3 separate regions of the Gasterosteus aculeatus genome follow, and all the other regions are linked to region 1. The links are chromatin contacts, called in public Hi-C maps. All regions are on one chromosome and are shown on one strand. The core of a region is the stretch at or near the end of the contact, and the rest is flanking DNA. Distances in the headings are between cores, read along the strand shown.

Region 1 (4,562 bases), core at 1,596-4,095:
GCGAAATGTGCTTCAATGTGCTTTTTTGTTTAAAATACGGATATGTGTCTGAGATCTTTGTATAAAAGCGTGTCATATCTTTTACCCCCATAAATAGAAGATTAAAAATTTATTTAGTCCAAACCGTGGCTGCTGTCATTGAATTGCGTTATAATGGAGCATACCAATGGCCCTGCATGTTTTAGCCCATTTCACTTTTGAATCATTTTGAAATTGGATGTCTTTTTTTGCAATAATGCAGCTATTCTAAGGGGATACTGTACAGAAATAAATGGAAGCCTATCCTAGAATGGATAGAAAAAAAACAACAAAAACAAATCTGTTTTCTCGATTGCGGGACAAAAAATACAGTCTGTGTGGTGTTCCCCCTTCCTGCCTCCGTGTGTGTCTCTGGCGTTCAGTGGGTCTGCTCTTGTTGATTTCCGCAGTGGAAGTTGCCTCAGTGCTATCCTCAGACAAAGCCCTGACCCAGGGGTTAAGGAATGTGAACCCAGGGCCGTGACGATCAAGATTCTCCCTCGGGGACAGACAATGCTGAACACCTCAGCAAACGCCCTAATGATCTCACATGCTTTTGGATTCCTTGTAGCACACTTTCTTCTTTTCATTTGGAAGAAAGGCAAAGAAAACAAGTGTAACAATTTGTCCGACACCTTAATTGGAGTAGTTTCCTATATCTGGTTTATAGAGGCTCATCTTAATTTCCGATGAACAAAAAAAACAGTTGCGCTATACAACTGTAAATTGGCGAGTTTTCTATTTCTAGGATCATTGCCCCTAGCATGTCTGTCAGGAACGCATGCCCGATCGGAACGGGCCGCTTGTAGACTCCAGGGATGTGAAGAAGATTTTGTTTGTATCCAGAGTGCATTTGACGTGTACAAACTGCACCAACTCTTACGCCCTTGGCTCCCAAGAAAGACTCCCGCCACGTATTGGAGATATACAAAAGACTTGTGTACACACAGATTGAGACTTCTTTCTCTTTGCTAATTCCATTGGACCAATGGTTGGACATTAAGAGCTATTTGAAGACATCACATTGGACTATCAAGATCTTCTAGCAATGCATAGGAAAGAAATGCAGAGTATATTTATCTGTACATTCCTCAGGATCGGACACCATTGTCATTGCTGCTGAAAGAGGCCATATTCACTTTTAAGGATGAGCTTTTCATGAATGGTCCAAGTACAAAGGCAACCAAAATGCCTCTTGTCTCATTTATCACCCACTTAAAGAGAGGAGAGAGGGGAGAAGGAGGAGGAGGTTGGCTGTCAAAGCAACCTTAGCAAAGTGTATCCTAATGGTGCACCCCCCCCATCCTCCCGAGGCCAAAGCGCGTCACTTAAAGTGGAGGGAAAACCGGCCCAAGGGAGAAAAAGAGAAGAACCGAGCCAAGAGACATTGCGATTGTGAGGGTGAAGTTTGGACTCACCGCCTCCTTCCGCCGAGGTGCGACTTTCTGAGAAGAGCCGACAACAGCCTCCAGAGGATTTATACGGGTGGAGGTGAGGGGTCGAAACGCTATTAATCACGGCCCAGAAGTTGAGGGTTAAATAGCTCGGTTTAGCTCGGGCCGACCAGGGAGCCCGGCCCGGTGGAGGCGATTGAAAAGGCCGTGTTGTGTCTGTCTTCTATTACAGGGCAGGCGCTCCAGGCAAAGAGAAACAGCCTTGAGAGCTGACAACTAATGGTATGTTCAATCGTCCCCCCCCCCCCCCCCCCCACACACACACACACATCCCTGTCGCTAATGAGCATTCACCCCGCCAATTAAGCCGCTCAATAACATCGCTGCGACAACACGACACCCTCTGACGGTTGACAATTGTTTACTTGCTAAGATAGATGAAGGACGCGTTCACACAAAAAGGCCTTGAGTGGAGTAATTGCTCCTCACACATCTGCACACCTACACAAAAAGTGCGCACAGAAACACACCTTTAAACGGCGCGACTTAAATTGAATCTTTCTTTTCCTCATATATATATATTTTTTTTTTTCTTGCGTAGCTGCCTTTGATCTTCAATGTGCCACGCATTGTATTAATTATGCATCGCCCCATTGGTGCAAACGTGGAGAACACCTTCAAATGCTCATCTCATGGGCCTTGAGGATGGCTGCAGGATGAGTATGCATACCCTATACAGCATATAGTATAATGCATAAGGGATTTCACAGTGTGTGTGGGGGGGGGGGGGGGGGGGGGGTACTTTCCTTCGATCTGGGCCAAAGGAGGGACACTTTTCACTCTCCTGGTACACGCGCCTGCCTCTATGTGTGCACAGAACCTGGGTGTTGAAGGGGAGGAGGTGCACACAAGAAGGATGTGGCTTGAATCAGGCATAAACTGTCATGTGCAGGACAGATACAGTGGCATGAACAGAGGAGGGGGGGGGGGGGAGAGAGCAAGAGCACTCCAACACATGCAAATGGTGCAGTAAAGCTTATGCTGAAAACTTTAAAGATTTCTGTGACGTTTTCTAGACGCTTTGATGGATTGACAAAAAACGCAGGCTTCGTGATGACAACAGTACATCTGAAAGTACCACAACCTTCTTAACAGTGATATCAATAATTGCAAATATACGATCAGCACTCTGAATGTCAGTCCTGTTTTTTTTAGGTCTGAGAGATGCTAATTGCATGAGCGGTGTGCAGCCTGTAGACATTCGCAGTTCTAACATCTGTCCAGAGTCAGAGGCCCTGACTCAACAGATGTGACTGTTACAGGAGGAGGAGATAAGCAGCGAGACGTGAATGTCGCTCAGCTAAAAAGTGACTTCGCGTGATTTGGGAGAAAAAAAAACTCCGCCTTGCTTAAAGGCGACGTGCCCGCGTTTAGTCCTAAAAAACCAATGCGCTGCGCGTTTTCTTTCTTTCAGAGTTCGCGGTAAACCCGCGTCTGAACCCGCGTCGCTGCTGCTCGACGGTACGTCGGTGGGAGTACCCCCTGCGCGGCCCCCTTTTGCGCTTCTCTCTGCTAGTTGGAAGTTGTTGCCACGGCGAGCGCAGAGAGGGAGAGAGGGAGAGAGGGAGAGGAGAGGGGACGAGAGCGCAGCAGCTGAGCGGCCAAACGACAACACGGCGCAAACATCTCGGTTATCTTCCGAGACGTGTCACGCGTCGACCTGTCACTTCTACCGCTCCGTGCCCGCGAGTCACAACTTGACAGAGAGGACCGCGGCAGCACCAGCAACCACGGGCGGCCCGCCGGCGAAGTAACAACAACAACAACAACAACAACAACAAAACTCCCCCGAAACGCGGTCGTCTCAGCGGGCATGAGCTAACCGACCGACATGGAAACCAAACCGTTCCTGTCACTGGGTAAGTTGTAGCGTTTGGAATGTGTGGGACATCATGGGTTCTTTAACGAAATGATAATTTGCAGAATGGTGGGACTCGTGTCCTCGCACTGTACCCCCCCCCCCCCCCCCCCCCCATGCTGACAGCGCGTGCCACACACATCTACATGTTTGTAGCGCACGTTGTTTTCCTTGGTTGTGTGCGTTAATAAAGCGGACACGTTTTGCGGCTGATGACGTCCCGCTCGGGAGGAAGCTGCGCGCGTGCAATTAAACGCGGACTCGTTTTTTAAAGTCATTTCAACTTTCAGCGTGTCCACGTGCTGCAGCGTTTGAAAGAGACGTCCCGGTTTAGTAACAGAGTTACGAACTTGTTTATTTTTCTTCCCCGGTTTTTACTTCTTTAGAACCGCCTCAGTAGTTCGGTCCTTTTGTTTTTTGCCTCTTTAACGCGTTTCTTGTTGTCCGTCGCGTGACTCGGTTTAAACGCGCTTCCGTTTGTCTCTGAACGTTGAAAATGAGGCCGAGCAGCGTGAGAATTGGGAGTTTAAACTCGTGGCCCCTGTGCTCAAACGAAGAGGCTCGACTTGTTGACAGTTGTCACACTAAATGTCAGCTCCGGTACAAACGGGCGCACGTGTATCAGGGGCCAACTAAACTTAGTGTGGACCAAAATGCAGATTTAATCTGCAAAAGGATCAGAGACTGCGCTTGGCTGATGTTACTGGATTGGCCACTATTTGTTGAGGTGAAGGGCAACTGTCACATTTATTTACCCTCGCTGCATGTCACCAGAAAGTAAGAATAAGTGGAGCAATATCATTTCAATTAGTGACGCTTGAATTTCCAGAAAAAGCCTAAATACTTTTTCTGAACTACTGTTTTAAAACCACTAATCCGAGTCGTTTCTTTTAGAAATATTCCTCTTCAAGCAGCCGCTGTCACACGCCACACTGTAAATAATTAATGCTGAGCTGCTGCTGTGAGTTTGTCAAAGTGAACCCCCCCCTCCCCCCCCTCCCCCTTCTCCTGCAACAGAGACACAGTACAGATCTGTGGAGCAGACACGTTATTGTGTCTGCCACTCTTTTCATGGGGGGGGGGGGGGTCGCATTACAACCTCAACGCGGTACATCCTCAGCCCCGCCTGGATGCACCCAAGGAGATTCACAGGAGAGGGGCTGTGGCCGGGGGGGGGGGCTTCTGAGACTTCTGAGACGCCGGGTAGGCTTTCTTCTGTTACAAGGGGGGCC
Region 2 (4,429 bases), core at 589-3,088, 57 kb before region 1:
CAAAAAAGAGTTTAGACGGTGCAAACAGAAGAAACATTGCATCTTCTCTCCCTGAATGACTGAACCTTATACGCCAGGGGTTTGACAAACCTTTGATTGTACACCAGAAATTGGCAACATGATCTTTAATGGAAAATCAATGTTTCGAGTCCGGAATGGCCCACAGGCTTCAGAAAATTAATTTTCTCTGAAACTAACTGTGGAACACTGATAAATTTAACATTTAATAATACACTGGTTTACTGTGTGCATTGATGTGAATTGCTTTTCTTCATGTGATGCTCCTAAATTTAATTTAAATGAATTAAATACTGCTCCACTCAAAATATTACTTGCCTAAAGAGGCAGAAATTGTGAAATATTGCTTTCTATCTTAAGTAGAATGCACCGCAGTGCACCTAATTTTTAAACAAGCGTGGGCACAGCAATGGTCACATATATTCAGGGATTTAGCATCTGTCACTTTATACAATTAAGATTGTTCTGTTAAGTTTGTCCTTCACTGTAAGCAAGTTGGCCTACCTCAGTACTCACTGTTGTTTCCACTGAACGGTACCTTTTTTTCACCTTGCAACAATCTTGACCATCCTGCTGGTACTCTAAATTCGGTCCAAATGAATTCACATTAATTTGCAAGTTGTATTATTCATCTTTGAGTGTGTTCTGTTAGTAATACCCTCTGACTGCTCATATAACCTAAAGCTGAATGAAAACACAAAACTATACACATGTTAAATCACAATCATTGCAAGGCAGAAGGATGTCCTTCATTTCTTTCAAATTCAAACTACTCGACCCAAAATCCATTAAAATTTTGCCATAACAACTCTCAGCCCCCATTTTAAGACAGCAGGTCGTTAGATGGAGATAGTGAAAGAGATCTGTAACCAAGGTAACTCGCTGCTGTTTCCCTGGTACCGAGCTGGAGCCACAGGCTTGCATGCTGATGTTATTAGACCTTACTCCGTTAGGGGTCCTTTTGTGTTTTCCAATGATGGGTGCCGACAGTGTGCATTGCTCACCGGTTGTTAATCTAGTTGTATTGGGGGAGGTGCAAAGTTTCCTGCAGTTACCCATCATTAGTGTTTAGCTTTTTATCTCCGCGCAAATGTCCGCCGTCCGAGTTAGAAAACCACAGCAAAGAGCAGGAGCGGAAGGAAGCCAAAGGCAACAGCAGTCCAGTGGGAGGGCTTATCCCAGCACATCCGCTGAGTGGGACTGACGGGGCCCCTGTAACTCGGGCCGCTGGCTGTGGGGTTAACCTGAGGTGGCAGCCAGCCAAATGTTCTGGAGTAAGATGGGTTCAAGTTTAGGCCTCCACGACCCTTGAATGATAAGGTGAGGGGTCGTGGAGAAGTCAGGAAACCATTGTTTTTAGAAATTCCAATTATTTGGTTATTTAAGTCGACTGGGACTTGCGCACCCCCCTCCCCTCCCCCCCTCGGTCCCGCTTCTGCACTGAGACGTCTGCTCACCATCATCCCATTAACCACATGTGTGCTGGAAAGAACCGCGCAGCGAGGAAACGAATGGTTAAGAAAACATAGAGTGATAGACGTGGGGAGAGGAGGAGGAGGAGGAGGTAAGAAGTCAATGTCTGACTGAAACAACAAGTTACAAAAAAGAAACTTTTTGTTTCTTGAGTGAGAGACAGAATTCCTTTTTTTTTCATCAAAATATCTTCCAAGCAGGATCGGTCACCTCATCACAGAAATTGACGTTGTTGTGGGTTTTCTCTTTGTTGGCCTTCTACCATCATTTTTGCGTTCTGTAGAGTTGATAGCAATCAGTTTAAACAGGTCTTGGCACTGTTGTGCTTTCCTGCTTTTCCTGTCGCACCTGTCAGACTTGGTCGTGCCAGGATTTGTCTAAGCATAGTATTAGTAGTAGTATTTTCCTGTGAATGTATTATTGCTACAAATAACATGCTAGCCCCAATCTGACCTCCTTCTGTTTAGGGTTCCTATACAAGCTGATGAAACCAGGTGTTTGAGTTAAGAGTCACATTAAAACAGACAGTTCAGCGGAAAGACGCCACTGAATTTGCGGCGGCCGCATCTGTTAACGTTTGGCTTCAGATTGACTTCACTGCTATTGTAATCGGTGCTCGTTTGAGCACGGATCCACCTCTTCATGTGTCAATGAGAGGACACTCTCATCATAATCAGAAGATTTGTCTCTGTTTACGCGTCTGCAGTGTCCGTCATCCTGTGTTTGCACTTGCAGAAGGAAGGACTCATTAGCACCACAAAGTAGCAAATCTTTTGTTGACACTAGAAGTGAACAGGGGGAGGCGGTAAAGCAGAGAAAATGAAAGATGGTGCATGTAAGAGGTGGGGGGGGGGGGGGGGGGTCTGAAGTGATGGGCATATCCTCTCTGTGCAGCAGAACTAACAACACGAGAGCACGGATCTACAAACATCAATGTTTATCAAAGAACAGCCTTCCCAGAGGTTCCAGCTGTTTTCCGAGTGGGTTGCAGTGGCCTGACTGCCTTCCTATGTGGAATCTTTTTTCTGTTTTTGTTGGATTCTGTTATTCCTGAACCGAACGCTGCCACACAGAGAGCTCAATGCCAGAGGCTTCTTTACACATAATAAGCATCGGTACAAAAAGAAGGGGAGCATGAGAGCACAGGGAGGAGGTTTTCTCATCTGTGAAACAATTGTATCTCTGTCCCTTTTTGAAAACACAACGCAAAAGTCTGATCTTTTTTACACAACTACTTTTTCTGTAATTCTGTTTTATAAAGAGAGCCTCTTGTTGTTGTTTTTTACCCCTGGCTTTCAGACAGACAGTACTCACACACCCCTTCTTTTACTCTGTGAAAACCACAGAACCCTTTTTCCGTCCATTTAGACGCCCGAAGTCAATACAAACCAAAGTGAAAGAAGCTCCCGTCAAGAGCAAGGCTTATGAAAAACAACAGCGTTCAACACCAGAGGAAGATTCAAAAGCATGAATATTATGATCACAGGAAGGGTGAACGCCGTATGACTTTATCCCGATGGATCTTTTTATAGCACACTGGTTCATTGTCAATTCCACGCACATTAGTTACATTCTTGTCTAATTTATCCGTGAAGTCATCTATCACTGACTGAACCATGGGGGTGTTTTGCGCCGCTCTTTTCTCGTCCGCCAGTGTGATTAATCCTGGTGAATGCGACATTATTCTTATCCACAGCCTCAGAGGAATGATGGAAAAGAGGTTCTTCCTAATATGGCGTCTTCATTCAAATTAATGCTTGAAGTGAAGTATCAGCTTTTCATCTTTTCTCATTAATACTCGTAGTAAACAGTGAAGAGTATAAGTCAGTGTCTTAATGCATAACACAAAATCAAATATCAAATCAATTAGTTCATAGTTGAAAATAAGCAGAGCAGTGATATCCCGCTGTACTGACATCCTGGAGTACACGTCGCCATCACTGCAGCAATGTGAATGTTGTAGTTAAACATTTGAAGGTACACAAAACATTTAAGTTTCTCTTTGACGAGCTGTAACAAGGCTGATGTGATCATATAATAGTTTCAGATGAAAAAAAGATGCATATATAAAACATTGAAGTTTTTTTTAAATTAATTTCTTGTAACATGTTTGTTGTTTTTTCTTAAATTAGTCTAAAAGCCTCTCAAAAAAGTCAATATTTTCAACAAGCTCCTGATTATGACTGATGGAAATGGTTTTGAAGGAAATATTTTCTCCCCAAGCCATAATTCGCATCTCTATAAAATTGGACATTATTTTCTCGAGAAATAATGGATTCAGTTTTTCAGGGAAATTCAATTATTAGCAAAATAGCTTTTGGATTTGTTTTTGATACATTTGTACAAATAGAGTAATCTCAAACTTAAATTACTAACAATGTCCGAACCTTTATTTAGCTTGACAACTCTTTTAGGGTTCCTATAAGTAAATTATGGCATGTGGGGAAAGTTGAGCAATAGGACTGTGAACACATTCGAGAGTACAAACTTTCAGGGCGCTGTGAACATTTGTCTTTGAATTTCTTTGGCTTTATGTCCCTAGAATAATTTAATATGACTGTTATGAACTCTGTGCAGTTGATCTTGATGCTGTTTTAGGAAGAGAGCTATGTCAGCATCGTGTTAATATACAGGCCCTGTTAACACTTAAAGAAAGGGGGCATTTTATCTATAGGCTTTCAAAATAGTAAAACATTTAATTAAAGTTAACACAACATTGGCAACAGACCACTACTTCAGTAAACTAAAATCTGGATTTGAAGCCAAATCACATTTGTTTACACTGGTGGTTTCCGTTGGATTAAAAGACCAGCCATTCACTGAATTGCTAAAACAGCTTTGCGTTGATACATGTGTATGAGTAAGGTATCGTGTAGGAGGTTAAATTGCTTTGATCCTACTCTTCAAAATGCCCATATGTTAACTGTTGTCTATTTTG
Region 3 (4,442 bases), core at 609-3,108, 62 kb after region 1:
TCAGTCGCACGGCGAGCCCACATGTACAGAACATGCGACCGCGGAGGACGAGGCCACTCATTAAACATTCGCTTTGAAATCACATCTTTAGTCTTCTTTAGCAAGTGTGGTTTCTAAACCTCTGGGAGGAGGACAGCAGCACAGCAACCAGTGCATTATCGATAGTTTGAAAGGAGTTGTTCATGATGCAACGTTCCTGCAAACTTAAATGACTCTTCTCATAGTACAGAAACCCCGTCCTCTCATAGTACAGCCTGTCCTCAACTGTGACATTTAAGGTGTGACTACCGTGAATGTCATGCTGGAGTCCCTCTCCGCTACAAGTCCTCCGACATTGAGCTTTTAAACCTCCTTCTTGCAACTTCCACGTCCAATGAGTTTAAAATAGGCCAACGAAATAATTATCTTATGAAGGACAGTCTTACCTTGGTCAGCGTTCCCGGGGGAGGCCAGCTGATGAGTACTTTAACAAGGCATCACGTCACATTTATAGCTTGTCTCAGCGGAGGAGAGGTAGTTTGTGATTGATCCTAGCCTAACAACTCATACCGCTCAGTTTGAATCCTCCACGACTCGATTTCTAGTGGCTCGGGGTGGCTTTTTAGAAATGAAGGCGCTAAGAGAATCTAGCGAGTGCGAGGGCAAACCCAAATACCAAAGAGGCCCTCGTATCAAAAACGTAAAGGCGTCATGTAGGACACACTGGTTATGTGAGGAGGAAGCCTTTTCACTGGAGAAGTCCCGATCGCTTCCCTGCACTGAAGAAGGCTCTCCGAGTTGAATCCCTCGTGTGATTATTGGACACAAAGAGGCACCTTGAGGAATGATCGGGGAGGGTGGGGGGGGGGTTCACTGGCAGTGAGGTGTGAGTTTTAACACCTCACGAGGCTGTTAAAAAAATATGAGCGCTCTCAGCAGTGCTGGTAAGCACCCTTTCACACATTGAACGGATCAATCGGTGCCCCTCCCCTTCACGGGCGCCACGCGGCCACAGGATGCAGATACGGAGTGAATCGGTGGTGCGGGGCGGAGGGGGTGTGAACCAGGTGTGCACAAGAACTGGGGTGAAGCTATTTTTAATCCAAGGCCAATTTGTCTTGACCTTTACTTGGCCTCCCCTCCCTTCCCCCCTTATTATTTTTATCATTGTTAGGCCATTTTACTCCTTTCAAGGATATCATAATTTACCGCCTCTCTGCCTAAGCCCACCACCCCCCCCCACCAACACTGTACCTCGAGGGCCGCGGTGAGAGAACAGCAGTAGCCCAAAAGGGTAAGCGAATCTATTGAAAAACAGGATTAAATGAATTTATGCCCTCCCAGTCGGGAGAGGAGGAGGACGACGACGACGTGGAGGCGGAATAAAGCTAACATGATTTCAGCCCTCCTCACCTCTCGCTGACTCCAACACAAGCATTCTGCCCTTGGGCTGACCTCCACCGCCAGACAGCAGTTCCTCTAAAATGGGGCCCCTTTCCCCTCTCCTCTTCCAACAACCCCCCTCCCCCCACAACAAGACCCTGGCCTCTGATTCAGGACTTGGAACAGATCAGACAGATTATTGTGTGTGTGTGTGCGCGCTGGGACGGTTCCCCAGGTGTGTACGTAAGCTAGCATGTCAACGTCCCGTTTACCAAAGCACTTTATCATCCAACACATCGTTTCACAAACTTTTACTTTTTTTTTTCCTTATGTGTGCGCAGGACGAACCTATAAAATAAAAAAAAACGCAGCACTTTTATTTCTGTGGTTAAGTAAATTATAGCGTTATGAAAAGACAAAACGCACACACATACATACACACAGCTTTTCCTGCATGGGGGCGGAGCTGCGGTTTCTTTTGCCTCCGCCGCAGTGAGTCTCGGTGTCTGCTCGGCACACAAACCACTTCCTGTGTCTCCTCCGCCAAGCCAATCAGCAGAGCCGGCAATCTTATGCTACAAACGTTTATTTTTTATTTTTACACTCAACACAGAAAAACACCTCCACGCTAGTTTTGTGCATTATGTCGAGCTTTAGGTCAGAAGAAGCAATTATTAAGGCCGGAACTCTTGGACATGCTTACTTGCAGAAAGCACATTGGGTCATGTCACCATTGACTGGGTACACAACGCCTGTAGCAGGCAAGGGAACACAATGATGATGTCTAATCGTAGGGAAGATTCCAGTTTGGTTCCCAGTGGAGTTTAAGTTGTGTTCATTATCTCAAACCAGACATTGTCATTGTAGAAAAGAAAAAGTGACAGCCGCCACACTACGTTTTTCTCACAAATGATGGATGAAATTATGTTTTACAATCCATTCTGCAGACTTCACACTGAATCTGTTTGTTTAGAGAATTTGAAAGTAGGTGCCCTGCAGACAAATAACAGCGTTAAATACATAACACTTCATACATTGAGTTGTTTTTATCAGATGCCACTAACTGCAGTATATTGGCATTCTATAAACATGAAACCGTATCAGTCAGCCCGCTGTAAAAGCACTAAAACAAAACCAAAAACAGCAGTAGTGACCGGAACCAGTTTTGTTACATGCAGCCGTTCAGGAGGAGCGCCAGCGAGCCAAGGAGAGAAACGAGAGCGAGGTAGAGTCCTCCAGCTGCGCCAACGAGGACATGCCCGTGGAGAAGATTCTGGAGGCCGAGCAGGCGGTGGAACCCAAAACGGAGACCTACATCGAGACCAACCTCGGCGTGCCATCCAATTCGGTGAGTGGGCTTCCCCCCCCCCCCCCCTCCCCCTCCCATCATTCCCTTTCCCCAAATACTCACACGCTGTCCTTCTGCGATTGCTCAGTGTTGAAACCATGCAGCACACAACTGTGCCTTAAAGCTTCTGATTTGGGTTGTTGGTTAATGGGGATGGATTGTGTAATGTTGTTTTTCTATTGGAATTACTATGGGGAAAGAAACGCAATGCATTGTTAAGAACTAATACGTAATGGTACAGGACTCTTGACTGGGTTCAACTGCACCGCTGTACGCTCATGGAGGAGAAAGCTAAATGTTTTTCAGATTTATGGCTCATGCTTTTTTTTTTTCTGCTCTCCCAAATCTTCCTGGAGCGGTCCCACCATTGTCCACATGTGGTCTCAACCTTCCAGCTGCATGTAGTATATCTCACTTTTAAATTGCAGAGTTAAGGCACACTGTATCATAGTGTGTATGTAAAAAAAGGAATGCAGTCATCCGTGACCTCAGCCATTGGTTTGTGGACATTTGGGCTGTCGCCATGCTAGTTTTTCTTTTCTTTTTTTGCATGAACTGAAAACAACCTGTGAAAAGGTGTTTTGCAAAAAAGCTTTTTTTGCAACTATTGGAGTCGCCCTCTGGTGGCTAGCTGAGAGAATGGAAGTTTAAGACACTTTTTTAGAAGGAAACAGTTACCTCCTGGTTTGCGTGCTGACAGGTTAGCATCTATTTACATATTTGTCATGTTGCAGTGCGGTCGTGGTGCTCATCGTGTGATTATACTTGCTGCTTGAGGAGCGTCTCCTCTGTCAGCCGGTAAAGATCGCCGCGGTTACCGTTTGTCCTCCGTCTTTCAGTCCCTTTGGAGGTGGCTGCTTGTAGTCTGCAGTGCTGCTTTACCTGTGCACCTTGCAGTATCTCCTTCGCTCAGCTGTTCACACCCCCCCCCCCCCCTCTCCCCCTTTCGTATCGGCTGGGCACTGAGGGCTGTCTTTTAAACAGTGATGAATAATGCAACAGGCAGACTGTTCCTGAAAGCTTCCCACAAAGCCTCAGCTTCCTCAGGAATTCTGCTGCAACATGAGAAACAGGGGAGCTGCGCGGCGGCCCAGCAAAGGAGGGAGGGAGGGAGGGGAACAGAGACTGGAGGAGGGGGAGGGAGGACTTCTTCTGGGATTCATCTGCTCCAGGGGATGGAAGTGTCCTATGAAGTGAAGGTAGAAAAGTGAGGGCTGTTATGTGAGTAAATGGGAGCTATTTTGGGGGGGAGGCAGATGGAAATGTAGGAGATGAGCCCTGACATTAGGGAGCGGGAGAAGGGGGCGGGGCGGGGGGGTTTCACGGGGGATCGGCTGGATGCTCAGACACACTAATGCACTGAGTGTGGTTTTTTTGGCACAGCCCTGGCGCGTCTCTCGGTGCCCGCCGCACAAACACACGTATGTACAGAACGGAGCCGCCTCTATTGACACCAGGATCCACATGGTGACATCCACCCAAATGGATCCGGACTGTGCAGGTCATGCTGACCGGGGACCCATCATTCCTCTCGTCATTCATGTGTTATGTGTTCATACTATTTGTTTAAAATCACTCAGTCAGTCATCAGTCAAGTGTCTATACCGCTTGTATTTATAGGGTCACATAGGAGTGGAGGGAAGGGGGTGGAGTCAATACCAGCTAGCATGGGGCGGGAGACAGTAATCCCCATGGACAATGGCAGGGGGGCACACAGAGACAAACAACCATC

The links. Hi-C and Micro-C count contacts between places; a contact is called where the count stands out from the background.
Region 2: a contact with region 1 is called in a Hi-C map of skeletal muscle, with 2.9 times the contacts expected there. The contact joins the enhancer-like site here to the promoter of rxraa in region 1. A contact is called at or near these places in 2 of 6 Hi-C or Micro-C datasets (skeletal muscle and tail fin).
Region 3: a Hi-C map of skeletal muscle shows a contact between it and region 1, with 4 times the contacts expected there. The contact joins the enhancer-like site here to the promoter of rxraa in region 1. A contact is called at or near these places in 3 of 6 Hi-C or Micro-C datasets (skeletal muscle and whole body).

The regions. Positions count from the first base shown.
Region 1 is chr14:13,480,401-13,484,962 of fGasAcu3.hap1.1, reverse strand. It overlaps rxraa (retinoid X receptor, alpha a), which reads left to right and starts at 2,845. Exons shown (of 11, transcript XM_040198293.2): 1 at 2,845-3,331. The coding sequence starts at 3,304.
Region 2 is chr14:13,536,595-13,541,023 of fGasAcu3.hap1.1, reverse strand. No RefSeq gene overlaps it. Among protein-coding and RNA genes, the nearest start is that of rxraa, 57 kb to the right of the region's middle. Within about 2 kb of position 1,838, at least 4 of the 9 cell types and tissues checked have open chromatin away from gene starts, as enhancers often do.
Region 3 is chr14:13,417,742-13,422,183 of fGasAcu3.hap1.1, reverse strand. rxraa (retinoid X receptor, alpha a) reads left to right here. Exons shown (of 11, transcript XM_040198293.2): 6 at 2,541-2,710. Among protein-coding and RNA genes, the nearest start is that of LOC120832194, 19 kb to the right of the region's middle. Within about 2 kb of position 1,858, at least 3 of the 9 cell types and tissues checked have open chromatin away from gene starts, as enhancers often do.